Linked DNA regions of Mus musculus: all the other regions are linked to region 1. A link is a contact called in public Hi-C and promoter capture Hi-C data. All regions are on one chromosome and are shown on one strand. Each heading gives the region's core, a stretch centred on a gene start, on an enhancer-like site or on the middle of the called end of the contact. The rest is flanking DNA. Distances are from core to core; before and after follow the strand shown.

Evidence for each region. Promoter capture Hi-C pulls out the DNA fragments that hold promoters and counts their contacts. A called contact is a pair of places that touch in the nucleus more often than the background predicts.
Region 2: a promoter capture Hi-C map of pre-B cells shows a contact between it and region 1. The contact joins the promoter of Tmem19 here to the promoter of Mettl25 in region 1. A contact is called at or near these places in 1 of 39 promoter capture datasets (pre-B cells) and 1 of 484 Hi-C or Micro-C datasets (CD4 T cells).
Region 3: a promoter capture Hi-C map of pre-B cells shows a contact between it and region 1. The contact joins the promoter of Tbc1d15 here to the promoter of Mettl25 in region 1. A contact is called at or near these places in 2 of 39 promoter capture datasets (liver and pre-B cells) and 1 of 484 Hi-C or Micro-C datasets (CD4 T cells).
Region 4: a Hi-C map of uterus shows a contact between it and region 1, with 9 times the contacts expected there. The contact joins the promoter of Tmtc3 here to the promoter of Mettl25 in region 1. A contact is called at or near these places in 3 of 39 promoter capture datasets (liver and pre-B cells) and 3 of 484 Hi-C or Micro-C datasets (liver and uterus).
Region 5: a contact with region 1 is called in a promoter capture Hi-C map of pre-B cells. The contact joins the promoter of 4930430F08Rik here to the promoter of Mettl25 in region 1. A contact is called at or near these places in 2 of 39 promoter capture datasets (liver and pre-B cells) and 2 of 484 Hi-C or Micro-C datasets (CD4 T cells and muscle stem cells).
Region 6: a contact with region 1 is called in a promoter capture Hi-C map of liver, with 6 times the contacts expected there. The contact joins the promoter of Zdhhc17 here to the promoter of Mettl25 in region 1. A contact is called at or near these places in 2 of 39 promoter capture datasets (liver and pre-B cells).

Annotation. Positions count from the first base shown.
Region 1 is chr10:105,840,046-105,842,733 of GRCm38.p6, reverse strand. It overlaps Mettl25 (methyltransferase like 25), which reads left to right and starts at 1,354. Exons shown (of 12, transcript NM_207522.2): 1 at 1,354-1,658. The coding sequence starts at 1,415. Ccdc59 (coiled-coil domain containing 59) reads right to left here and starts at 1,255. Exons shown (of 4, transcript NM_025602.3): 1 at 1,079-1,255; 2 at 1-192. The coding sequence starts at 1,232.
Region 2 is chr10:115,360,917-115,363,604 of GRCm38.p6, reverse strand. It overlaps Tmem19 (transmembrane protein 19), which reads left to right and starts at 1,338. Exons shown (of 7, transcript NM_133683.4): 1 at 1,338-1,553; 2 at 1,646-1,796. The coding sequence starts at 1,667.
Region 3 is chr10:115,250,129-115,252,816 of GRCm38.p6, reverse strand. Tbc1d15 (TBC1 domain family, member 15) reads left to right here and starts at 1,324. Exons shown (of 17, transcript NM_025706.3): 1 at 1,324-1,435. The coding sequence starts at 1,406.
Region 4 is chr10:100,485,984-100,488,671 of GRCm38.p6, reverse strand. It overlaps Tmtc3 (transmembrane and tetratricopeptide repeat containing 3), which reads left to right and starts at 1,325. Exons shown (of 14, transcript NM_001110013.1): 1 at 1,325-1,510. It overlaps Cep290 (centrosomal protein 290), which reads right to left and starts at 1,090. Exons shown (of 54, transcript NM_146009.3): 1 at 920-1,090; 2 at 264-393; 3 at 33-110. The coding sequence starts at 365.
Region 5 is chr10:100,587,900-100,590,587 of GRCm38.p6, reverse strand. 4930430F08Rik (RIKEN cDNA 4930430F08 gene) reads left to right here and starts at 1,329. Exons shown (of 7, transcript NM_175128.2): 1 at 1,329-1,561. The coding sequence starts at 1,472. It also overlaps a transcript of 1700017N19Rik not described here.
Region 6 is chr10:111,008,694-111,011,381 of GRCm38.p6, reverse strand. Zdhhc17 (zinc finger, DHHC domain containing 17) reads left to right here and starts at 1,316. Exons shown (of 17, transcript NM_172554.2): 1 at 1,316-1,444. The coding sequence starts at 1,352.

The sequences.
Region 1 (2,688 bases), core at 105-2,604:
ACAAAGCCAGGCCAGCCTTTCTTTGCTGTTTTCTGAGTCTTTCCTCTTCGGCCAGATAGAGGTGTTTCAGGTGCTCTGGGTAACGATCTGTGAACTGGGACTCCTGTGACGCTGGTGCCTCCTTCACCTTCCACAGCAATTTCTTGTAATTTTGCTGGATCTTCAGTTTTCTCCGAAATGCAAAACCTTGTCCTAACATTGAAGGATTTCAGTTACAATTACTTTAACAGAAAATGAAAACTAAATATTTTTTTCTTTTACTTTATATTCAAATGAGAGAATTACTTGGCTTTGCTTTAAAGATAAGGTTAGGCAACCATTTAATGGTACACTGAAGAGCAAGGTGGCCCTTTACCTAAATATAAGGGTAACAGCGAGTTGTCAGACATCACATTAAAAACTCTAAGTACAGTAAACTAAACTTTACTGCTCACCTTGAATTTAGACTCATATCCACAAATTACATTTTATTTAATCCACATACAATCTCACTTGGGTCTTCAGTAAACACTTAATAAATAAAGTAGAGTAGTCTAGTATTTTTCCCTTGGAGGATCTTACTAATCACTTATTTTCCAAAACACAACACAAAACAAAAGGGGGAGGTACTGTACAACTTTCTGAACACCTGTCGATTATTCTTAGATCGAACAAAAACCACTTAAGCATCTGACATGCAACGAGAGGCCTTCAAAGACAAGACATCGAATCGAATCTAAGGAAGGCAGCAGTATGAGACTGGAGGGCTACTGTGGTGTCTTTTGGTTATCAAAGCTTTGGGGCAGAGTATTTTAATGTAATATTGTATCTATATTACATACTTGCTGTAGTAGAGATGCAAGTATGTCTGGGTGCTTCTTAGCCAAGCGCACCTCTAGACGCCCCGTGTCTTCGCTTAGACCTGAGATCTGCGTTAAATCACTGAAGCTGACCGCACCGTCCGGTTCTCAGTCAAAGGACTGAGAAGCTCTCGGACTTGGCGAGCTTAGGAACGGCTTCCCCGATCTCAAGCCGGATCCCATCCTACTCCCTCGACTTCGGCGGGCCCGAGCGCTCCTCCACGGCTGTCCCTCCTTACCCTTGCGCACGCTCCCCCGGAAGGCTTGCTGGGGGTTCGGCCGCCAAGTCCTGCGCTTCCCATTCTGGTTTCCGAATCTGACCTGAGAGATCCCTTCCCCACGCGCCGCAAACCCTCCGGTCCGCCACTTGGAAGACGGCCGCGAAGGCGCCATCTTTTTCCACGGTGGGAGTTCCTGGAACGCCAGTGGACGCCGACCTAACACGTCACGAGGCGGAAGCAATCAATCGCCCAACCCGGCGCGTGCTCGGAGCTCGACTGCCTCAGCCTGAGCCGCTTCCGGCGGGGAAGAGAGGGGTCGCGCGGCCATGTTGGCGCCACCTGCAGCCCCGGAGGATGAGCGTCATGGCGGCGGCCTGCCCTCTGCCCAGGACCCCGGACCTGCCCACGCTGCACGACAAGTTACAGGGCTTGCTGAGCTTCCTCAGGGGCGCCCTGGCCATTTCCAGCGCGCACACGGTGGACTTCTACACCAAGTCGGTCTGGCAGGAGCTGGTCGACCTGCCCCCTGAGAGCGTGCTGGCGGCGCTGAGGGAGTCGGCGGTGGAGGCCGAGCCGCGCGAGGCAGAGACGGGATCAGGTGACTGGCGGGGCGGGCGGGGCGGGCGGGGCGGGGGCTGTCAGCGCGCCCCCTGGTGGAACTCGGCGGAAGTGGCAGGGACTTGAAGGATGCTGTTACCTAGGAGATGAATTGGAGGGAGCTGAATAGCGAGGATGGATGGAGACGGGCGGGGTCCCCTCTGGGTTCTAATCTGGGTGTTGGTCAAGTTCCACAACTTAAAGTAGTCAACCCGGGGAAGAGGCGTTCCTTCATTTATTGATTCAACAATTTAGTTTTGAAAACATCTAAAGGCTGTGTGATGATCAATACAAAGTAGAAGTGGACTTGGGGGACCAATAAGAGCCAGTTCCTACTCGGCACAAGGTATCGTGGATTAGGATGGTGATAGTGAAAGCTTTGAGTGCTCGCTAGTTAATTTGAAAACACACCTTTAATTCCCAGCACTTGGGAGGCGGAAGCGGAGGCAGGCAGATTTCTGAGTTCGAGGCCTGCCTGGTCTACACAGAGAAACCCAGTCTCGGGGAAAAAAAGAAGAAGAAGAAGAAGAAAACTGTATTTTCAATATCAGTTATGCACCCTGGTGTTTTCTAGGCTCTGGAGTTTGATACCCGCAAGAAACTTAGATTCTACCAACTTAGATTCTATTCTGGAAATAGAGGAACAGGAACAGTAGCAGCTACTGGAATTGCTTGTGCTTTGCTTCCAGGTGTTCCAGATGTTGTCAGCATTAGTGAACTTACTTAATCACTGAAGCAGCCTGTAAATGCAAAGTGCCCCGGGGGCGGAGGTAGGGGCCATGGAGGGGGGGGGGTTATAATGGTAGAACTTAAGACACATTGGTTCTTGGGCAATAGTTCCTGGTTGTTGGAAAGTTAGACACCCTTTCAGTTTGCTCCCATAGTATTCTGCGTTGATAACCTGGTACATAAACTTGTAGAAAGCAGGAACCGTATTTGCCTTAACCAGGATTCCAACGTGTGGGAAACTATTTGGCATACATTAAGTACTCTATAAAATATTTGTTGAAAAAAAGTGACTCTTGTTGGCT
Region 2 (2,688 bases), core at 89-2,588, 9.5 Mb before region 1:
CAGGCCACATCCCTTTAACCCCTCTGCCTGGAACACGGATACAACCTGAGTACAGTCCTTTAAGGTCAAATTCGTTTTTAGAAGGAAGGAGCCAGGTGTGAAAGTGATGTCTAATTGAGGGCCAGACAAAGTAACAAAGATCGAAAGATTTGACAGAATGAGTCAGAGACAGAATGCATCTTACAAGGACAGCACAGGAAAGAGAAGCTATTTTAAGAGCCCCAGTGCAGGGAGAGACAGCTAGTCAGAGGTGGGAGGCAGTGCCAGGAGTGCGGTGCAGTTGCAGTTGAGTTCGGGTTGTGGTTTTTGTTTGTTTCAAGTCTATGAAGTTCATTGCAGGTGAGCAGAGTCAACTAAAGCCAGAGAACAAGAAGGAGCCAGGTGATTAGAACAAAATGCCAGAGTTGTTTGAGGCTAGGCAGAACAATTCAATGGGAACTTGAGAGAAGCCAGATTGAATCAGGCAGCTTGGTGAGGAGTTTGAGCCAGAACAGCTAGGTTGAACCAGACAGCCAGAGTTCTAGAAAGAACTATAAAGGGTGAGCTTATTCAACAGTGAGCCCTACAAGAGGACAATACATCAGACGAATAAGTTACTTTTACAGATAGAGTGGATGGGGACAGACACTTCCACAATGTGTGTTAGAACAGTAATTATACAAAAGCTCAACCGTGGGAACTATATTTATGTTTACATACCGCAGTACCAGTTGAGTCTGGCCCAGGTTAAGAGCCAAGCCATTGTTTTAAGCTACTTTCTAAGTAATTTCGCTTCTAACGATAAACTCCTACGTCGTCCACACCCTATCGCCTGGTATGAATGCTTCATAAGTTACAACCCATTACTGGCTCTAAATTCACTCGCAGTTCATTATTCCATCAATGGCAGGTTTTAGTGACCCACACCACCCTTACTGGTGACATTTTTTTTTTCAAGTCTAGGCTGTCCACAAATCCCAAGACCTAATTTGTCCTAACGTCTATTTTGGAGGTGCTTTAGAAACAGCACTCCGACCCGCAAAGAGACACTAAGCAAACTCAAGCCGGGTTTCCGCCTCGACGAGTCACGTGAGCGGAGCAGGGCTGCTGCGCATGCGTACACGGAGGGAGTCGCGGAGAGACCAGAGCGACTCCCGGGGCAGCGGGGTGGGGACGTAAAGGCGCTCGCCCGCGCTGTTCCCAGCCTTGGTTCGCTTGCCCGGGCAGCGTACGGCAGAGGTGGAGCTGGGGCAGACTTGGAGCAGGGGCCCAGGGGGCGGAGCGCGCCGTGCGGGGGCGGAGCTCGGGGGGGGGGTCCGAGGGCGGGGAGGGGCGGGGCTCCGCGGTGCTGGCCGCTCATTGGCCACCGGTCGTTTGTGCTCCTTCCGGGTCCCTCTAGGTGGGAGCTGCCGGCCTCCCTGCTGGCCTGGCGGGTCCTCTGTGCATCCTCCCTGCACCTTCTTTTTCCAAGGGCGGCGTTAACCTCCCCGGGTCGAGCCGGAGCGCTGCGCCTGCAGCAGTGACTAGACGTTTTGGATTTACGATTCTATTTTGTCGTTCGGTTGGTGGAAGATGTTGGTATTTCTCTATGCCTCTAAAGGAGTATTGTTGCAAGAAACTTGAATGACTTGGTTCATCTGAAATGCTATCTATTCCCCCCCCTCAGGTGCTCGTAGCTCTATTTTCCATGACAGATAGTGACGACACTACGTGCAAAAGGTATATAAAGATGATTACCAATATAGTAATACTGAGCCTGATCATTTGCATTTCCCTAGCGTTCTGGATTATGTCAATGACTGCTAGCACCTATTATGGTAAGTAAAAGTGTTTTAAGTTTTGCTAGAAGTTAATGGGTGGAATTTTAAACTACGACTTCAAAATCCAAAAAATATGTAAATGGTTAAGAACAGTTATGTTCACTGCCGAAACCTGAATCTGGTTTGCTACGGTGATAAGATAAACAATGTCTAGAGAACTTTACAGCCTTCCATGATGTTTCTTGTGCTGATATTTAATGATACCTATCACAAAACGCATGTCTCAAATAATTACTTCTGTTTACCTTAGTTGGGGGGGGGGGAGACATAAAAGGTAGTTTTGTGAAACAATTTGGGGGATGCTTATCTTTTTAAGATTTGCCATGGTGTAGCGGTTTCATAATCCCGTGAGAATAACAAAGGAGGTACAGTCTTTTCATTTGCAAGTTGAAGAATTTGTCACTTCACACAAATAGATAGGTCTCGTGCAGACACTGTCCTCTTGCTCGTCCGGTTTGATCATCACCGTACCCTGCAGCCACTTGGTCTTTCCATTGGCTTCTTGGTACATCTTTGCTCTCATGAAGCCAAATCTTGCTGTCTTAGCTCCTACTACTGCTCCTGCTACTGAATTCTTCCTGATCCCTGTCTCAGCCTCCAGAGTATTGGGATTACAACCTCCAACCATCGTATATGACTTTACAGGACACTTCAACATAAGACAAGACTTTACGGACTTTTCTCCCTTAGTATATATTAATTGTACAAGCTGATGGATTTCATTTTGGCATTAATATATTCGGATTATATACCTTGGTCCTGTGATGGTTCTAAAGGATTATTTTGGATTTGGCTCTTAGAGTGGGGGGGGGGGTTAAATCCAGGGTTTTGCATATACTGTGCACCCATGCATGTGTTCAGAGGCTGCTCCATATCCAACTCTTGTTTG
Region 3 (2,688 bases), core at 75-2,574, 9.4 Mb before region 1:
TACTTAGCATTATATTCTGACACTGCTAAGTTTTGACAATATAGTGAGGTTTCTCCTTTAACCACATTACTCCATCCTTCTGAGATAGCAGAAGAATCTAGTTTTGATTATTCAGACTCCGGTTACTACCCACAATCAGTTGGCTTGGGGAAGTCTGGTCTACTGATAAGCCCCTGTGCTCTCTCGCTGTCAACTCACTGCGCTCTTGCTTCCTTAATGGCTGGCAGATGCGTTGCTTTACCGAGCAGTGAGAACTTGGGCACTGGGATCTAGGGCTTGCTTGGAATCTCTGATATTTGGTGGTCAGAGTCCCTCCTGGGGCTAAGCATGCATTCTCCTGTAAGACTTAGGCACCTCCCTCCCCGATTAGATTCCTGATACTCACAGAACCTGCAGATCACGTTTTTCTGCTGTTACCTCAGGCAGCCTGAAAAGGCTCTAACTCAGCGGGCAGGCACGACTCTTGTGTGGGTGAAACGACACTTTTACAGGGGTCTCTTAAGGCTATAGGAAAATACAGATACTTTACGGTTCATAATAGCAGTAATGTTACAGTTATGAAGTAGTAACAAAAACAACTTTTTGGTTGGGGTGGGGTCCGCACCAAAACATGAGAAACTGTATTAAAGGGTCGCAGCATTAGGTAGGTGGAGAACTATTGCTAACTGCTCTAAGATGTCAATTTTATTGTGTACCGGAGCTAAGTCTCAGGGTGCTGCGCTGAGAAGGAATTAGATTTTGAACTTAATAGTTTACCGATCTGTTTCCAAACATGGGGGAGATCCGTATGGCCATACATGATCCTTTACATGCAGATGCTTGGGTGAATTTTAGGAATTGAAATCATAACCACTAAGCTGTGGAGGCACCCTGAACTCTGGAGCGATAAAGGGCCTTGTAGTAACTACAGTTCCTATAAAAATACCATGCTCAAGGTCATGCGTGAGTGACAGCAACAATACTCATGTTCAGAATCCTCTAATATCAAGGGGAAAAGTCTCTGCGTGTATTAGCTCCAGGGCTGATGTTCAAGGCGATTCCAATTTTACCGTGACTTATTTAAAGCAAGAAAGCTGTGGCATCGTGTTCTGGGTCTAAACAAGGTGCTCCTTCCATCACACCCAAGAGACTCGCCAGCCGTTCCCCAAGTTAAAAGTGCCACGCCCGAGCAAACTTCAAAAGCCGTAGACTTCTATTTAAAATGTGGGGGAAGCACGCGCACGCGCAGTACGGCACGACGGCTCCACCCTCTTAGCATCCTCACCACGCATGCGCCTAACTGCTGTTCCCGCTCCTCCCCGCCCCTTTCCCGCCCGGATGTTATTTTAGCCCGACCGGATGTTGTTGTGAGTCCGAGAGCCACGTGAGGTTGTGCTACGTCATCACCAGGCACGCGCGGGGGAACATGGCGGCGGCGGGTGTTGTGAGCGGGAAGGTGAGTAACGGCACCGGCTGGTGCGGGTGCTCCTGACCGGTGGCCTGCGGCTGGCGGGCGGGCGGGCGGCCGCCGAGGGGCAGGCGAGCCAGGTCGGCTTCAGAGGAGACCGGCGTGTGACAGCGAAGGGGCTCCGCGGGGTGCGAGCTGCCCCTCCGGGGTGCTGGCTGGGTGAGCGCGGGGTTAGACGGTTCCTGCTCCCAGGCGGTGCAGGCCTGGGCGTTTGTCCCCGGCTCTGCCCCGCAGCGCGGATCCTTTCGGGGACCCCTGAATCCGTTCCTTCCCCCTGTGACTCTGGTTCTTTACGTCTGCCCTTCCGACCGTAAAACCTTCTCTTGTAAAAAGCCTTTGGCCACCCTGGCTTGCTTGGCTCTCTGTCGTCTTTGGGGGAAGGCGTCGAGTCACCATGCAGAGGAGCTGACCAGGAGCTCTGCAACTCTGTCCTCAGAGCTTGGGGTCCTGTTCGAAAAATTACCCAGATGGTTAATGGTTGCGGGCGTTAGGTTGGGAACTGGCGATTGACACCGCGCTGGGCTCATCTAGAAAAGCCTTTATGAAAACGTTTGTTTCCTAGATGTCTTCGGGGGCGTTTCTGTGTGTGGGTGTCTGCCCTGCTGTTTTACAGGAGGCTCTGTCAGTGACACCCTCACAGTGGGCTAGGAACCACCATTAGGTACGGAGATTAGATTAGATTAGCAGTTTATATGCAGAGAGACAGCTTGTGCGAATATAGGGTTATCTGCTTCATGCGATGCACCTGACTGCGTTTCCCAGTGGCGAGTTATTTCGCAAACGTCAGTGACCGGCTGGTAATGACTCAGAGCACTAAGACCTGTTTACTTGTTGCAGATAGCTTCCGCTGTTCCTTCAGTTCCACGTAGTATGTTTCGCTGCTTTTCTCCTCGTTTTGAACTTGACAGCGTTTGTGCAGATTTAGATTGTGGAATAACAAATACCGGCCTTATCTTCGGTGCAGATCTGAATTGTGACCTTGGGAAATTGGATAATTGAGGCTTCTCTGTTCTTCGTCTTTATCTGCAGAACGGAAGGGATGCCGGGCATCCTGTATTGGAGTGCTTAGGGGTAGACGCAACAGAAGCGCTTATACGTTACGTAGTCTTGCTCTTTCGAAAAATTGGTTGGGCATCCTTTTAGGGTATACTTATATCCTTGCCCTTTTAAAATATTTTTGGTCTTTTTTATTTGAGATGAGTGCTAGTCATCTCTTGATTCATTACAAATTAGAAAGTTTA
Region 4 (2,688 bases), core at 76-2,575, 5.4 Mb after region 1:
ATTTCTTTTCCTACACACTCTTTCCTACAAACCTTCATTAGAGACTGGGTAATTCTGAATAGATGTATCATGTTTTCTTGGTCTTCATTTTTTAGTTCATTTACTTCCACCTAAGGAAACAAACACACAAAAAATGGACTATTTCATACCCTGCACATTAAATACAAGCACTCTTCCAGTTATAGCATTCAATGATTTCAAGAAGCAATTTCAATTCATGACATTGTACATCAGGCTCTGTGTACAAATCATTTATTAAGTACCTTGGATAAAGATATCAATAATTTATCTGCTAACTCTTCTTGCCGTGGCAGGTCATCTGGATCAACTTTGATTAATTCTTTCCACTTTATATTAGGTGGCATCTTGAATTCTTTCACTGTCTCTCAGCCTCTACAAAGAAGCAGGTGGATTTTAGCATTTTCAAGGAAAATGGCCTTGCAGTGTTTACATGATCATGAGCGGTCTTACTTAACTCTCTAGGTGCTGGCTAAGAGCTATGGCTCCTGAACTGCAAAACAGATGCAGAGGCAAACAGCCTCGACGAAAATTAGTTCCCCTGACACAGGCTATACGATAATGTACACGCTAAATTATTATTTTCTTGCTAAGACGAATTCGGAGCTAAAACCCCGAGGCCCCTTTTCCAAGTCCCCTACCATCAATGATGGTACCAACTCCCAAGATGTTTGGAAGTTTTTGAAAACCTTCTGAGGAAAGGGGACCAGAGGATTTTTAAAGTAGATAAAAAGACTGAGCTAAATGAAGTGTTTGCGGAATCAAGCTCAATCAGGGAGGCCGAGACGACACTGCAGACAAGAGCGACAGAGGTCTGGATAGGTAGGGCTGCACCCTGTCCCTCGGGATTACGATCCTGTGAACGACACTAAGCGGCTCCGGCTCACGAGGATCCACCCACCGAAACCAAGACCTGCCACCAGCAGCAGTCACTCATCTACAGCGACCACCTCCGGGTTCGGCCACCGCCCCGGCCTCACGCTTCCCAGAGCGGTCCTCGCGCACTCAGGCTGCTCCCGCCAACTCTTCCCGACCGAGCCGAAGCGGCGCCGGCTGCTAGGCGACACCACTCCCCGCCCCCCAGCCTGCCAAGACCGGAACTAGGCCCCGGGATACCTGGGAAGACTACATTTCACGACCCTGGAAAAAGCTTTACGGCTCTATTTCCCCTCCAAGCCCTCCTTACTGTGGATGAGGGAGAGCCGTGAGATGAGGACTCTACGTCCCAGAGTGCAGTTCGGCGTCGCGGCTGTGCATCCTGGGATTGGAAGTTTTTGGGAAGAGCGGCGCGTTCCCGGCGTGCAATGCGGGAGTCTGCGGCCGCCCTGGAAGAGCTGGGGGAAGGCTCGGGAGGCGGGAGGAGCGGCTGCTAAGGTGCGGCCGCCCCGGAGTCCGAGCGTGGCAGGCTATGACTGTGTTTTCTGCGGAGTCCTTCTCCGGTCCACCATCCCAGAAGCTTTCCTGAACCGTCTCCTGGCGGAGCCGCCCTCAGGTGAGGTCGGGGCGTGTCAACCCACAGCCAGGAGTAGCTCAGGGAACCTTTGCGTTTTTAGGGAAGCGCTAGCTTGGGGCTGCCGAAGGGCTGGCGGATCTTGCAGAGGTTTGGGAAAGAGTCCTCCGGCTACTCAGGTAGGTGCGAGGGGCTCCCAGTTAGTGGCTTCCCTAAGAGGGGAGTCAATAAAAGTTTCCAGCCTCCTTGGTGTCTGGGAAAGTGGAGCGCCCCCACCCCCACCGCACCCCCTGAGTTCACGCTCTGGTTGAGTGAAGAAGGAGCGTCAAGATGGGGCAGCCTCCTGCAGCAGCTTGCGGATTGTAGTGCTTATTAGGTTAATAAGAGTGGAGTGAAGGCCAAGGAAAGAGGAGCCTTAGTGCGCCCAAGGCTCTTAAGCCGGGCTGGAGGGAGGGAGGAGGGCCATGCCAAGCGATGGCATTTTGCTGTCATTTGCTGGGTACCAAGGGAGTTCTTGGGGGAAAGTGCCTTCTCCTTCTCAGATGTTAATCTTCTTACTCAGGGAACTGTTGCCAAATGCACAGCTATTCTACACCAGCAGGTAACTTTAGGAGCTGTAAGCATCTATTTGAAAGAGTGCGTCTCGTATATATGTATGAATGTATGTATGTATGTATACGTGGATAGATATATAAGGTACTTATACATATCATACATAATAGATATTAAGTAATTAAAAGAAAAATGTAGACAGTTACATTTTTCTTTTGAAAAGATTTCTGCGGTTGAGAAAAACAAATAGCACAAAAAAATGGTATTTGAAACAAATTTTAAAGACGTTCTTCAGATTTGTAGGCCTGATTGCAGTGTTTGCTTTATTTCTAAATACTGTTTAGTTTTGGAATTATTCTTTGTGGAGATACAGCAGTATTATCCGCATTGTCCATCTAAGAGATTGAAGCTCGGAGAGGTTAAACGCTGTTTTCTTATTTAATGTGATGAACACAATCATTCATTCTACAAGCTAATGTTTGTGAAATGCGTGATATAGTTGCACTTCCCAGTTTCTCTTTTAAACGTTAATACTAAGCTTTACTTGTGTTTTGCACATTTAATTTTATGGCTTCATTTACTCAAGAGTTTGAATTATTTTTCCTGTTCATTTTGTCAGTAGTACTAAGAAATGAGACTAGTATTTATTAAACACATGTAATATGTTC
Region 5 (2,688 bases), core at 80-2,579, 5.3 Mb after region 1:
CAGGCATTTAAGAAGCCAAAATATAGCTGTTGGTCCTTCCAGAGAGAGACTTAGAGCAAGTGGAATGTTTTTGGAAGATTATCTTTTCTAAGAAATGGCAGAATGTTGGATCTAGAATATTCTGTGGCAGTTTGGGAAATGACAGTTGAGAGCTTTCAAAGGTCATTTAATTGTCTGAAACCTACAAGATGGGCTGTTGCTTAGGATTCCTCTAGAGCCTCAAAGAAGGTACCAACACTTGACTTTAAAAGGCTAAAACGTTTCTAGTTTCAATACAACCCAGCCAGAAACTTGTAACTTGTAGGTCCTCTCTCCCTACACCAACCCCTTTGTTTTGTGTAAAATTGTGTGTGTTTAGGTATATTTCCCTCCCTCCCTCCCTCCCTCCCTCCCTCCCTCCCTCCTTCCCTCCCGAGTCAGTAAACACAAAACTGTAAACTTGTTTTTAAGAACATTTTATTCTTTGAGAGTCCCCTGACATATACATGCTTTCAAGTGAGACAAGGTTATTTGATTTTTTTTTTCAAGAACTAAGTAAGTAAAACGCTAGGCAGTAGGATACCTGCTGATTAAACATTTATAAAAATATTAATTGGAATTATAAAACAATTGTGGAAACATAAATTGGCTTCTTCAATTACCTAAGATAGTAAGGGCAAAAATCTCCCTGTGATTTCAGGTTTTAATGAGATAGGTCTACTACTAGAATATATTTTTTATTCAAGCATCAATTTTATTATTTCCTTGTAATGTCCTTTTAGACAGTAAGTCAAATGAAGCTGTTTCAAGTCTTTTGTTGGATTCCCAAGAAAAACTCGACAGAGATTTTTGTTATTTCTATGTTTTTGAACTTGTTTAATTTTTACTCTCATTGGAAAGGTTATCAAAAAACAAACTGTACACTGCGTGGTGATTAATTCAAACAAATTCAGTTTTGTTCATTGTAAGGTTTGTTTGTTTGAATGTTTTTCCTGGGAAGTCAGTTTTTCTGTCAGAACATTAGGGAATGTCTGAAAGTATTTTCTAAACTTCTCTGGGTTTCCAATCCCTTACATTTGATAGAAAATAAGCAGGTAAGAGAGTTTCATTAGAAACATGCTAAAATGCATCCTAAAGTGATTTATTACTTATAACTTAACATTAATTCCCGAAAACATCATCGATACTAAGTAGTGGCCAAGTATACAACATCGGGTAACGGTTCTTTTATTTTTATTTTTAATTGGACATCAAAACACAGGGGAATCACGCATGTGGAGGCGCATGCTCTGTAGCCTCGCGGTCGCACTACAATTCCCAGAATGCACCGCGACTAGGCGGTCGCTTCCGGTAGTGAGTCCCCGCCTCTCTCCGGAGTGGACCTTGGTGGTGCAGTTAGGATCTTCTGGCTGGTGTTTGGATTCTAGCTCATTTCTGCAGACTTCCTCCGCCCGGGGCCCAGCGCAGTGGAGACAGGTTGCGCGTGGGCAACATGAAGCGCCTGGGCTCGGTGCAGCGGAAGATGCCGTGTGTGTTTGTGACGGAGGTGAAAGCTGAGCCTTCAGCCAAGCGGGAGCATCAGGTACCCGGCGGCGAGTGCTGCTGGGCGGCTCCTCCAGTGCTGCGCTGCTGCCCCGGAGCCCAGCACGTTTTACCCGGGAGGTCTGGGTGAAGTTCCCATTTCCCCTGACCTCCAGCTTCTTGTATCTTCTTAGTTGCAAGGAGTGTGGGAGAGTCCTTTGTAAATTGTATCCTCCCCGATCAGGTGATTCAAACGTGTTCTGGCAGATTTGAAAACCTACTTGGTCATCTTCCCTTAACAGCACTGGAATAATGAGATATCATGGTAGTCTAACATGGAACTACTGTCAAAAGTCTGATGAGAAGGCATTGTTTACCTGTTGTGTGCTAGGCACCTATGGCATTGCTGACAGCTAGCCTAACTAGGTCACGCAAATCAGACCTCGTGTAATTTCTTGCTTAATTTGAGTTCTCATCCGAAGGTGTACTAGTCGTATTGCTACGTGTTTTACACATAGTGAGCCTTTAGTGAAAGTAAGAGAATGAATATATAGATAGCTTATATCAGTATGGTTCTTTGATATGTAGCAGTTCTTAACTTCTCACTCAGGATCTGCATGTGCATCTGAAGTGACTTTTCAACATTACCGCTGAACCTTTGGCCCTCTGGTCTTTTTATTTTTTTATTTTTTGTAATTAGCGTACAAAGAGGTTTCCTCGTGTCATTTTCTTAATAATTTAGGTTGTCCCCTCTCCCCTTCAACAAACTTCACAAGCTCCCTGTAATCTCCAAATCTCCAGCTCGCTCCCCCACCCCCCACTCCCGCTACCATTTTGGTGCTCTATCACTCTCCCATCACCTTTAGAGCCTGACTCTTAACACAGATGAACAGATAAACTCTGGGCTGGGGCAATATGGGAGACTCCATTAGAGGGGGGCTTCTTCTCTGACCTTGTTGGGGAATTCTAAGCCCTCACATAGCCTGCAGCCTCAATTAGCACACAGGACCATTCTCTTTCTAATGGAAAGAACAGCACTTGAGATTCCTTAAAAGCTTCTTCCCTAATGAGGCATTTTGGTAACCTAAACCCTCAGCCAATGAATGACCTTTCTGCCCATCCCACCCTCAGACACTCAAAACATAAGCCTTGAATCACCCAAAGTAATATGCCTCCTGATAGTTGGTC
Region 6 (2,688 bases), core at 67-2,566, 5.2 Mb before region 1:
AGAGGATACACACAGAGACAGGCAGCGCCAAAGAGACCGCTTCTTTCCCCCCACCAGAAGCAGCTATAAAATAGCATATTCATCCTTTTTCTGAGTGATTACTGCCCGTTTACCGACGAATACTAGGTCTACTTTGCCGTTTTCATTTGTTACTGGGAGAGCACAGTATTGAACGGACCTAGCCTCGTGATCTCGTCCAATGCCTTGTTACTCCTGGTTTTTCCTCACCTCCTCAGAATCGATTATGTCCAATCCAGAACCGATCTCAGCTCTCCCCAGACCCTCCTCAGATTCTTTTGGCGGGAATATAAACCTTACAAAGGGGTTTCCTCTTCCATGCCCCATCCTTTTTTCCTCTGACGTGCCTTCCTCCCGATCTACCAGTAAATCTGGCTTTGTCCGACTGCAGGTTTTTTCCCCTCTGGTGATCTTTGGCTGATTTGGCTTTGACAGGGGACTGGTTAGTATCAGAATCTCTAATCAGATCGCTCTTTGCTAAATGTTCCCTGGCGCTGTAGAGATTTACAATCCCTAGTAGCCCAAACCAGAAACAAATCCTTTCTGCAATTGTTCCATCAGCCCCCTCCCAACCCCAATATCCTCTTAAAGCCGGCTTTAATCATTTTTATCTGGGTCACACTCTAGAGCTTTCATTTTAAAAAGGTTTCACTTTTGAATCCCCGGGTCCCTATTAAAATGCAGCAGATGGGAAAGTGTGGGGCTTTGACCTTGTCAAAAGCAAGGATTTTAAAAAAAAATGCCCTAGCTCAATCGCAAAGAGGGCATCACACAACAAAAGCTTTTTCAAGGAAGCCAATTTTTTTTTTTTTTTTTTTTGTCCTTGCTTCTCCCGGTGTCCCCGAGGCACAGGTGCGGAGGCGAGGAGAACGCATCCTTGCTCTCCCAGGGTCACACCCTAAGCCCTTCCAGCCCTTGGAAGGCTCGGGACCCTGCCCTGCGCGGCTCTGGATCTCCGTCTTGTGTCGCGCGCGGCCTTTCCCGGGTGGCCGGAGCCGAGGAGCAGCAGCAGCAGCAGCAGCAGCATCGGCCTCCGACCGGGACCCGCCCCCGGGCCGCGGCGCCCACGCCCAACGCGGTCCGCTGCCCCGGCGCAGTGCAGCAGAGAGCACACTCCAGCCCCGGGCCGGGTCGGGCCGGGCCGGCGCACGCGCATCGGGACCCGCGCCCTCCGCGGCGGGAGGGGCTGAGGGGGCGTCCCGGGGGCTCGGAGGGAAGAGGAGGTGGCGGCGGTGGCGGTGGCGCCGCGTCGCCCTCATCCGGGCTCGCGCTCGCCCTCGCGCTCGCCCTCCGCCTTGCCGAGCCCCGCGAGGCTGAAACGCTTTCTCCCAGCATGCAGCGGGAGGAGGGATTTAACACCAAGATGGCGGACGGCCCGGATGAGTACGAGACCGAAACGGGCTGCGTGCCCCTTCTCCACCCGGAGGTGAGGGACGGCGCCGAGCGCCTTCCCGGGACCCTGCGGTCCCGCGGCCTCGCTCCCTCAGCCTCGCCCGGGGCGGCGGCCGAGGCGTCCGGCGCGGTGACCTGTGGCGGGACCCCGGGGGAGGCTGAAGAAAGCGAGTCCAGGCCCGAGCGCGGCGGCGAGCGAGCGGATAACGGGGGAGGAGATAGCGGGGCGGGCCCGGCCGGGGCGGGCTCTGGGACGCCGTCCCTGGCGGTGCCTGGAGGACAGAGGTGGGGATGGCGATGGTCCTGTGGTGTCGCCGCGCTGCCTGCGGGTGCAGGGGCGACGGGGGCCTGCTGACACTTTGGAACCTCGGCCGGAGCCCCTGGTCTCGCTCCAAGCCTCCCCAGGCAGGGGAGGCAGCCGATCTGCTGTTTGGTTTTAACTCTCTCCTCGTCCCCTCTTTCTCGGTGGCGGATGACACGACCCTTCCCATCAGTTCACTCGTTCCCCGGGGATCGTAGTTTTCCTGGGCAAAGTGATGTCCTTCCAGATTATGCCATAGCAACCAGCTCGCCGCTGGGGACAGCGAATTTCGGGGTGTGTTTGCCCTTAGGCTATTAAAAAGAAAAGAAAAGAAAACAACAAAAAAACAAAAAGAGAGAGGGTCTGAACTTTGGCGAATAAACGCACGCACCCATTAGCTTGTCACAAAGTAGCGCTGTTTGGGGACTGTCAGGGAGGGTAGACAGCGCAACACGTTTCCCACCGTTTTTTCTTTTGTATCTCCTGGACGGGAACAGTTTTCTCTGCCGGAGCCGTCAGGTTCTGCCCGTTGTTTACCTCCCAGTTTGTAGCTGAGTTTGTGTTTAGTAAAGGCCTGGAAGCAATTCTTTGTGTATCCAGGTTTGTTGATTATTATTATTATTATTATTATTATTATTATTATTATCATCGGTGCACGGTGAGATGCGGGGAGGGCAGGAAAGTGTAGCGCAGCTTCCTGCAGAACTCAGGTCGTGTTTTGAGGTTGAGAATGGTGTCCAGATCCGTGGTGTTCGAATAAACGTGGTTACTTTGCATTCGATTGATTTTATTTCTTCCTGGCTTTTGTGTCTTGTTTTTTTTTTTTTAATTGTAAATACAAAGGACCACTTTCGTATTAATACCCTATTATCTCTTAACTTGATCATACACACACACACACACACACACACACACACACACACACATACACACACACACACAAACTGAGACAGTTTCTTAGAAATATATGCTGAGAC